2 separate regions of the Triticum aestivum genome follow, and region 1 is linked to region 2. The links are chromatin contacts, called in public Hi-C maps. All regions are on one chromosome and are shown on one strand. The core of a region is the stretch at or near the end of the contact, and the rest is flanking DNA. Distances in the headings are between cores, read along the strand shown. Region 1 holds the start of LOC123093876 (stem 28 kDa glycoprotein). Region 2 holds the start of LOC123093873 (probable apyrase 3).

Region 1 (4,320 bases), core at 414-2,913, 130 kb before region 2:
CGCCGGACTTGTAGGTCGCCGCGGAGCCCTTGAAGCCGGGCTGCTTCAGCAGCAGGTTCATCCACCCGGAGATGCCTTGGCGGAGGAGGTTGGTGACGGTGATGGCCCTTTTGTCCTCGGTCCGGCCGGTGAGGAACACCGGCTTGACACCGACCGAGAGCAGCTTGTTGTACAGCCGCTTCGTCTCCGGCAGCGAGGGCGCGCTCCCCTCCAACACATATGCGTCAAAGCTCGTCGCGTTGAACGGTGTAGCTCTGCGCACGTATGTGTATATGAAGATAGATTAATGGCGGACTCAACCATATCAGCTAGTGTAGTACTATATGCATACCAATTCAAAAAAAAAAGGTAATTATGGAAACCGAAGTATGTAACCTTGTGGTCCAAGTGGCCAAATGGCCAAAGGGGATAAGCATTACCCAAACTCAATGCTCTACGTATCTGTGGACGAACGTGATTGATGATAAAAAATGAAGTTCGCCAAGTGGAGGTCTAAATTAATTACTCCCTCCGTAAACTAATATAAGAGTGTTTAGAATACTAAAGTAGTGAACTAAACGCTTTTATATTAGTTTACAGAGGGAGTAGTCAATATCATACCGCGAGATCCAACTCCGACACAACTTGTATATATTTAACCTCATCGTGCACCTCGCTCACCCTGCTTGTGACTCGTGAGAGCTCAGCTTATTTCTTGATTCCTTTGATAAAATAGGTTTACCATTGCAGCGATCGAGTGTAATGATCTTTTGAGTTGAGAAATGCATGTTTTACCCGCTAAAAGAAAGGCTTATTGCAGAGTTTCGGCTTTCAACAAAAAAGGTTAGCTACCCCGCAAAAAAAAGGTTAGCTTTGTCATGAATGATTGTGGTGAAGCAAAGTTACTGGAACCCCTCGATTTGTTAGATATTTGCATAATTACAAGTATTATCCGTCTAAACTCATTTTTTATTCTAACATAATTATAGCAACTAGTAATCAGTTGATAACGACGGCTGAAAAATAAACCGTTCGATAAAGTAGCCAAGTGGACAACAGTCAACAGATACGGTCCTACCCGGGCAATCACATGCCCATCACCGTGTATAGGGGGCAATTACTACGAAAAATCCCTGCTCAGATGCACCTGCAATAATTAGCATGGTGTGCACGTACCCGAAGCCGTGCTTGGCGTAGTAGGGGAGGTTGGAGAGGGTGGTCTCGTCGATGTCGAAGACCCACACCTCCTTGCCGTTGCCGGCGAGCTTGAGGGAGTCGACGTAGGCGAGCGCCTGGTCGACGACGACCTTGGAGTCGCGGCGGAAGTGGCTGCCGAGCATGTAGTGGCCGACGTAGCCCTCGCAGCTGGCGGGCACCGTCTTCCAGTCCCGCACGTTGTGCGCCTCCACGCCCAGCACCCAGCTGTCGCACGCCACTCCGGCGTGCTTGCCGGAGCCCAGCAGCGGCCGCAGCGCGTGGATCAGCGGCGCCACCACGGCCTGGTCCAGCGAGGTCGGCATGCGGATGTTGGCCTCCCACGCGCCGCAGGAGGCCACGAGGAGAGCCGCGGCGGCGAGGAGGAGCGTCGTTGTCGTCCTGGCCATCGCCATTTCTAGCGTGTGTAGTGGTGCTTCCCTTGCTGAGGTGCGAAGAGCTTGTTAAATAGGAAGGGAGGGGAAGAGAAGCTGCATCGATCGATCCTATACTACACGCGGTGTGCGCGTGAGTGTGGGCTCGAAGTAAATTAGCTGACAAAACAAAGGAGGCAGGGGGGTTGGTGACATTGGCGGGTCGCATTCACAGCGTGCGACACGCGCGCGCGTTGGGGCAATATTTTGATTGGAGGAGAGTGTCGTCGACCGACGGGGACAGGATAGATGTGATGTGATCCGATCTTGATGCAGTTAGTCCAATAATTCAGTTAATTAGGCTATCTACAATGATGAGCACTTATCCATACGCTTATACAGAAATTTTAAAAATAAATAAGCGCTACCTTTTTTTGAGGGAAATGGTATCATGGCGGTTTATATTTCATGTGAGAATAAAGATACATCGTTTGTTAAAACATCCACTAAGAAACCCGGGGCTTCGATTTCCAAACAATTGTTCGAGACACCTCCAAGTTCTTAGCTAGCAGATCCGCCGCCATATTGGCTTCCCGAGGGCAATGGCTAAAAACTATAGAGATAAAATTGCTAGATAAGAAAGTGCATTCTTCATATATTACCGCTGCTGGTCCTAGTGAATTCCGGCTACTCAGCATGATCTCGATTACCTCCAAACAGTCCGCTTCGACATAAATTTCGTTGCAACCAATTTCATTCGCTAGTAGGAGGCCATCTCGTAGTCCTCTAGCCTTTGTTGTCGCTGCGTCTTCCACAAAGGAACCGGCCTCATCATGCAACACTGCTCCCGTACCTCCTGTACCAGTGTCCTGATCAAATGCTGCATCGACATTAAGTTTGATGACGCCCTTAGGCGGCTTGGACCAGCCATGTCTTTTTAATTTTAGTTTGCTTCAACCTTGCTCGTGAAAAGTTCTGCGCTAAAGTTGATATAGCTTGGCCCGACCTAGCCGACTCATAGATGTTCTCACCGTGTGTGTATTTGCGCCGTTCCCACCATGCGTATCAGATTGTTGTGGACACAAGATCATTGCGCTGGACATCAGCCACCAGTGGACATATGGTACTTTTGGATAGTAGGAGATCGGCCAGCGCCGAACCTCCATCTCTCTCTACTGTGCATATTTCATTCACTAGCTCCTGTAGTCCAAGAATTCACCAAATTTCCTGCACCCTCGGGCACAAAAACATGGCATGCCTAATGCTCTTACAGTCCGAACTACAAAGGGGACACTAGGAACTTGTAATCATATGTCTGTTTCCTAAAACACCACGGCAAGGAATAGCTCCAAGCAAAGTCCTCCAAACATGGATTTTGATTTTTGATGGCACACGCAATTTCCAAATGGTACTTGAGGCTTGTAATGAGTTTGTCGTCCTCAACTTTTGTCCATGCTGGTGCTCCCAGGGAGAGTATCTTGTGATACGGGAACATAGGTGCTCCCATGATATGGACTTCTGGGCCCTCGGATCTCAGATCCAAGGGCATACGAGGAGTTGCTGTAGTTGCTGTACTTGCACACATTTTTCAGATTCTATGAGGGCTTTTTTACAAAAATATTCATCATTTCATGGAAGCTCTTGGATCTGAGATCCAACGGCCGAGCTCGCACGGGAGCACCTAAGCTTAGGTGCTCCCAGAGCACCAGATATTTTCCCGGTGCTCCCACCCTTCATGGTAAGCCGATCTTACTGAGAAAATTCCACTTCTATTGAAGTGCCATGATACAAAATCTTCCATCATTCTCAAAGCTAGAGGGATATTCATAATACGCTCCACATCAATTGGCCAAAAAAATCGCAATTGTTCATTCCACACTCTGTTTTCCGAATCAATTAGTTCATAAACTCTTGTGATCACTATATTTCCCCTTGGTGTAAGAACTCTGTGGGTCGGGCTGCTGGGAATCCAAGGGTCCTCCCAGATATTAATCTGTGATCCATCTCCTACTCTCCAAATGTGTCCTCTTTCAAAGGACTAAATTCCACTCCAGAGACTCTGCCAAGTATATGAACTACCCTTTTTCAACGTATAGTTCAGAAGGTCACCATCGGAGGAATACTTTGCTTTCAATACTCTGGCACATAATGATTCCAGTTCGCACAAAAGCCTCCAACACTGTTTTTCCAAAAGAGCGCTAACTACTGGCGCTAAACATGTGTGGAAACAGCGCTTCGTGTGTCATCTCGTAGAAAAAAAAGGCTAGCACTGGATGCCTTGTTTTGCGTCGCTGCGGCGGCCCACGCAAAGAATTAATTAAGTAAGAGCATGATTAATACTATAGCCAGCTGCCGGCAATATGAGCATGTCATTTCATCAAGAGTTAGAATTATTATTTACTTATACAATAATGCTGACTATGAGGTTGGCTATAAGGTTACAGTTTTTTTCCCTCATTTTCTCTCTATTTTTTCCCTCATTAAATGTTTTTACCTAGGAGTACACATAGAGACGGGCTCTTGCATAAGAGCCCACTCCTTTACTTTTTTCACTCTCTCTCAACTACATAGACAAAAATGCCACGTCAGTAGACTTATAGCCTACTATTATACTTGCTCTAACTGCCGATCAGCTGGGATTTTATTCCTAGCGCCCTCCCCAAGTGCCCAGCGTTGGAGATGCCCTTATACTCCCTCTGTTTTATAACATAGTGCATATAGATTTTTGAAAAATCAAATATTATAAACTTTGAATATGTTTATAGGCAAAATA
Region 2 (4,564 bases), core at 183-2,682:
GTCATGTCCGTGATCACATCCGGGACTCCGAACAAACTTCGGTACATCAAAACTTATAAACTCATAATAAAATTGTCATCGTAACGTTAAGCGTGCGGACCCTATGGGTTCGAGAACTATGTAGACATGACCTAGAACCATTCTCGATCAATAACCAATAGCGGAACCTGGATGCCCATATTGGTTCCTACATATTCTACGAAGATCTTTATCGGTCAAACCGCATAACAACATACGTTGTTCCCTTTGTCATCGGTATGTTACTTGCCCGAGATTTGATCGTCGTTATCCAATACCTAGTTCAATCTCGTTACCGGCAAGTCTCTTTACTCGTTCCGTAATGCATCATCCCGTAACCAACTCATTTGGTCACATTGCTTGCAAGGCTTATAATGATGTGCATAACCGAGAGGGCCCAGAGATACCTCTCCGACAATCGGAGTGACAAAACCTAATCTCGAAATACGCCAACTCAACATGTACCTTCGGAGACACCTGTAGTACTCCTTTATAATCACCCAGTTACGTTGTGACGTTTGGTAGTACCCAAAGTGTTCCTCCGGTAAACGGGAGTTGCATATTTCTCATAGTTACAGGAACATGTATAGGTCATGAAGAAAGCAATAGCAGTATACTAAACGATCAAGTGCTAGGCTAACGGAATGGGTCATGTCAATCACATCATTCTTCTAATGATGTGATCCCATTAATCAAATGACAACACATGTCTATGGTTAGGAAATATAACCATCTTTGATTAATGAGTTAGTCAAGTAGAGGCATACTAGTGACTATATGTTTGTCTATGTATTCACACATGTATCATTTTTTCGGTTAATATAATTCTAGCATGAATAGTAAACATTTATCATGATATGAGGAAATAAATAATAACTTTATTATTGCCTTTAGGGCATATTTCCTTCAAGAGTGACTGGCCGGCCGGCGAAATGATCTTTTGGAGGCCCATGCATGCATGTGTCCGTGTCGCGCGTACGTCGGGTAGCTAGGGTAAGGGCCCCGCCATAGTATTGTTTAAGCATGCAGCGTGTTTCGCGTGGAGGAGGGCCCAGACGACAACTTTTTTGGATGGATCAAAAGTTGTTGAATGATGATGATACTACTGCTCTACTCACAGTTGATTGGCATTAGCGATACTAGCGGCACATCCACAGTAAATTGCATCGGTAGATCCACGTTTCAGATCCAACAATAATCCCAATCCATCCACATCATCTTTTCACGATGAGATCGACACACGCACGCACGCACGCACTAGTGTTACTCACAGTACAATTCCACTAACCTCCCTACAGTAAGATGGGATTGTTTTATTTTGCATGGCAGGGACTCATCTGCGCGGCCAACCAAACCCTGGGGCTGCCCATGGAAACTCCCGCCTCCTTTTAATACCCTTTCGGCTGCTCACTCGAGCACGCGCACTAAGCCACCCACCAGCACTCCAGCAGCAGCTCGCCATGGTTCGTCATGCCTCGGGCCTCCTCCTCCTCCTCCTCCTCGTGGCCCTCTCGTTCGCCGGCTCGGCCTTTGCCGCCGACGTGGCTGTGCTCGGCCGGAAGGCCGGTATTGGGGCCGTTGCCGAGGAGGAGCCCGAGCTGAAGAAGGCGGCCGGGAAGTACGCGGTGATCTTCGACGCGGGCAGCACGGGCACGCGCGTCCACGTCTTCCGGTTCGACAAGAAGATGGAGCTCATCGACATTGGCGACGGCGACGACATCGAGGTCTTCGCCAAGGTATATATTTATGCACGACGCATAGCAATCTATTCTAGGAGTATGTATGTTGTTGCTGTCCTCTCATATTTCTTTTGATTTGTTGGTGGCCGCAGGTGGAGCCGGGGCTGAGCGCGTACGCCGGCCGGCCGCAGGAGGCGGCCAAGTCCATCGTGCCTCTGCTGGAGAAGGCCAAGAGCACCGTGCCCCGCTCGCTCATGAAGAAAACGCCCGTTAAACTAGGGGTCCGTCCTTAACAAACTATAGCAATAACAAATACTTTTACGGTTTGTCCAGCACCTAGTTTACTAGGCACCAAACAAATTGAAACGAAATTTATATATGGGACACAAATCAATCGCTAAAATTAGAAATGGAATGAATATGTGCAGGCGACGGCTGGGCTCAGGCTCATCGGAGACGAGAAAGCAGAGCAAATTCTTGAAGCAGTAATTATTTCTTATCTCTAAATTCTACTCTTGTTCCAGTATCTATATATAGTACTAAAATTTGAAACGATGGACTTGTTTGAACTGATTATTCCTAACCAAAACACGTACGTACATACAGGTGAGGGATGCTGTCCACAGCCAGAGCAAATTCCAGTACAACCCTAGTTGGATCAATGTCCTCAAGGGGTCTCAGGAAGGGTCTTACCTGTGGGTACGTATACTCCTACCCTATGTACTCGCTCCGTCCCACTAGTATACTACTCCCTCCGTTCACAAATATAAGATATTCTACGTATTTTTATAAATAAAATGTGTAATATATAGTGTGTTTGTTCACTTATTTCAATTCTAGTAATCCATATTGAAATATGCAAAACATCTTATATTTGTGAACGGAGAAAGTACTTACATGACCTGACTTAATTACTCAGTATATATATCCACGTAGATGTATTTACTGTTGTCACACAAATTGATATTGCACCGTACGTAGGTTGCTCTGAATTACCTGCTGGGTAATTTAGGAGGAGACTACTCCAAGACGGTGGGTGTGATCGACCTTGGAGGCGGGTCAGTGCAGATGGCATATGCCATCTCCGCGGATGCCGCCGCTACCGCTCCCGGGGTGCCTCAAGGGGACGATCCATACGTCACCAAAGAGTATCTCAAAGGAAGAGATTACAACGTCTATGTTCACAGGTTACTTACTTGGACCCTAGCTAGCTAAGCTCCCTCCTCTGTTATTTTATCACTTATTGTTGTGCATCCAACTCTGTTAGTCCCTTTGTATTTATTTGTTCTACATATTAGCTTTGTCTAAAGTTAAACTTTATAAATTTTGATCAAGTTTGTAGAGAAAAAGTATATACCAACACATACACCACCAAATTAATACGATTAAAATCATCATTGAATATATTTTCACATTATATAGATTTATTATTGTAAATGTTCATATAATTTTCTATAAAGTTGGTCAAACTTTATAAAAACTTGACTTGAATCAAAGCTAATGTGTGGGGTAAATAAATACAGAGGGAGTATGTTGCAATTCTACAAAGGCCATGTGGTAACTACTTTGCTCCCCTTATTAATGGTTTTACGGGTGGTAATTTTTGAACCATTTCAGCTACTTGCACTATGGCGCAATGGCTTCTCGGGTAGAGATCTTCAAGGCCAAGAATGGTCCAGTGAGCTACTGCATGCTGCGGGGATACAATGGTATGATATATATATATATATATATATATATATATATATATATATATATATATATATATATATATATATATATATATATATATATATCCTTAATTTGGGTTCAGTTAGCATAGCACGTAATATAATCAAATAAAGGAGTGATCGATGTACATTTATACATTTCTTGAATATGAATGAAGGCAAATACACCTATAACGGAGAGCAATATGACGCCATAGCGCCTCCTCAAGGAGCAGCATACGACAAGTGCAGAGAGGATGTCACCAAGGCGCTTAAGATCAACGCGCCCTGCCAGGCCAAGAACTGCACCTTCAACGGCGCATGGAATGGTGGTGGCGGCCCTGGCCAAGCCGACCTCTACGTCACCTCCAGCTTCTACTACATGGCAGCAGACGTTGGCTTGATCGACAGTGAGGCCACAAGCGGGAAGACCACCCCTGCGGCGTTCAGGGCCGCCGCCGAGAAGATCTGCCCGATGGGCTTCATGGAAGCCAAGGCCACGTACCCCAAGGTGCGATCCGTCGACACGCCCTACATCTGCATGGACCTCGTCTACCAGTACTCCCTGCTCGTGGACGGTTTCGGCCTGGAGCCCACCAAGGAAATCACGGTGGCGCAGAAGGTGAAGCATGGGGAGTACTTCATCGAAGCCGCATGGGCGCTCGGAGAAGCCATCGAGGCCGTCTCACCCACCAAGCGGCTCAACGATGCATGATTTTAGATATAATTGCCAATCCCTCACAATAAGGTGCAAGCATGTGTATCATACGATTAATTGCAATAAGGTGCATATGCTTGGACGCCATCTCCAATTGTAATCCTTTTATCATCTTTGTGGCGAGAATTGCCTAGTCTAATGTGTAGGAGTACAACGACATATAGATGTGCACGCCACACGCGCACACACACAGCCAGGGCTGGGCCGGCAAAATTTGAGGCCCTGTGCGAAACTAAAAAATAGGGCCCTATCTCATAAAAAAAACTAACGAGCTATTATAATGTGTGTGTATATATATCTCTCGCAGAAAAATATTATAATATTTATGTAATATAATATCTTACATAACAGTCGGACATATTATTTATCTCTGTCTAACCATGTCTAGAATCATTGTAAAGAACAATTGCAAGTGCAAGGGTAGAGGGATCAACAGACTG

Evidence for each region. A called contact is a pair of places that touch in the nucleus more often than the background predicts.
Region 1: a Hi-C map of an unstated tissue shows a contact between it and region 2, with 10 times the contacts expected there. The contact joins the promoter of LOC123093876 here to the promoter of LOC123093873 in region 2. A contact is called at or near these places in 2 of 5 Hi-C or Micro-C datasets (leaf and an unstated tissue).

The regions. Positions count from the first base shown.
Region 1 is chr4B:651,769,526-651,773,845 of IWGSC CS RefSeq v2.1, reverse strand. LOC123093876 (stem 28 kDa glycoprotein) reads right to left here and starts at 1,663. Exons shown (of 2, transcript XM_044515940.1): 1 at 1,156-1,663; 2 at 1-254. The coding sequence starts at 1,589.
Region 2 is chr4B:651,634,480-651,639,043 of IWGSC CS RefSeq v2.1, reverse strand. It overlaps LOC123093873 (probable apyrase 3), which reads left to right and starts at 1,432. Exons shown (of 7, transcript XM_044515937.1): 1 at 1,432-1,754; 2 at 1,850-1,978; 3 at 2,126-2,182; 4 at 2,304-2,396; 5 at 2,679-2,884; 6 at 3,315-3,406; 7 at 3,586-4,495. The coding sequence starts at 1,479. The coding sequence ends at 4,121.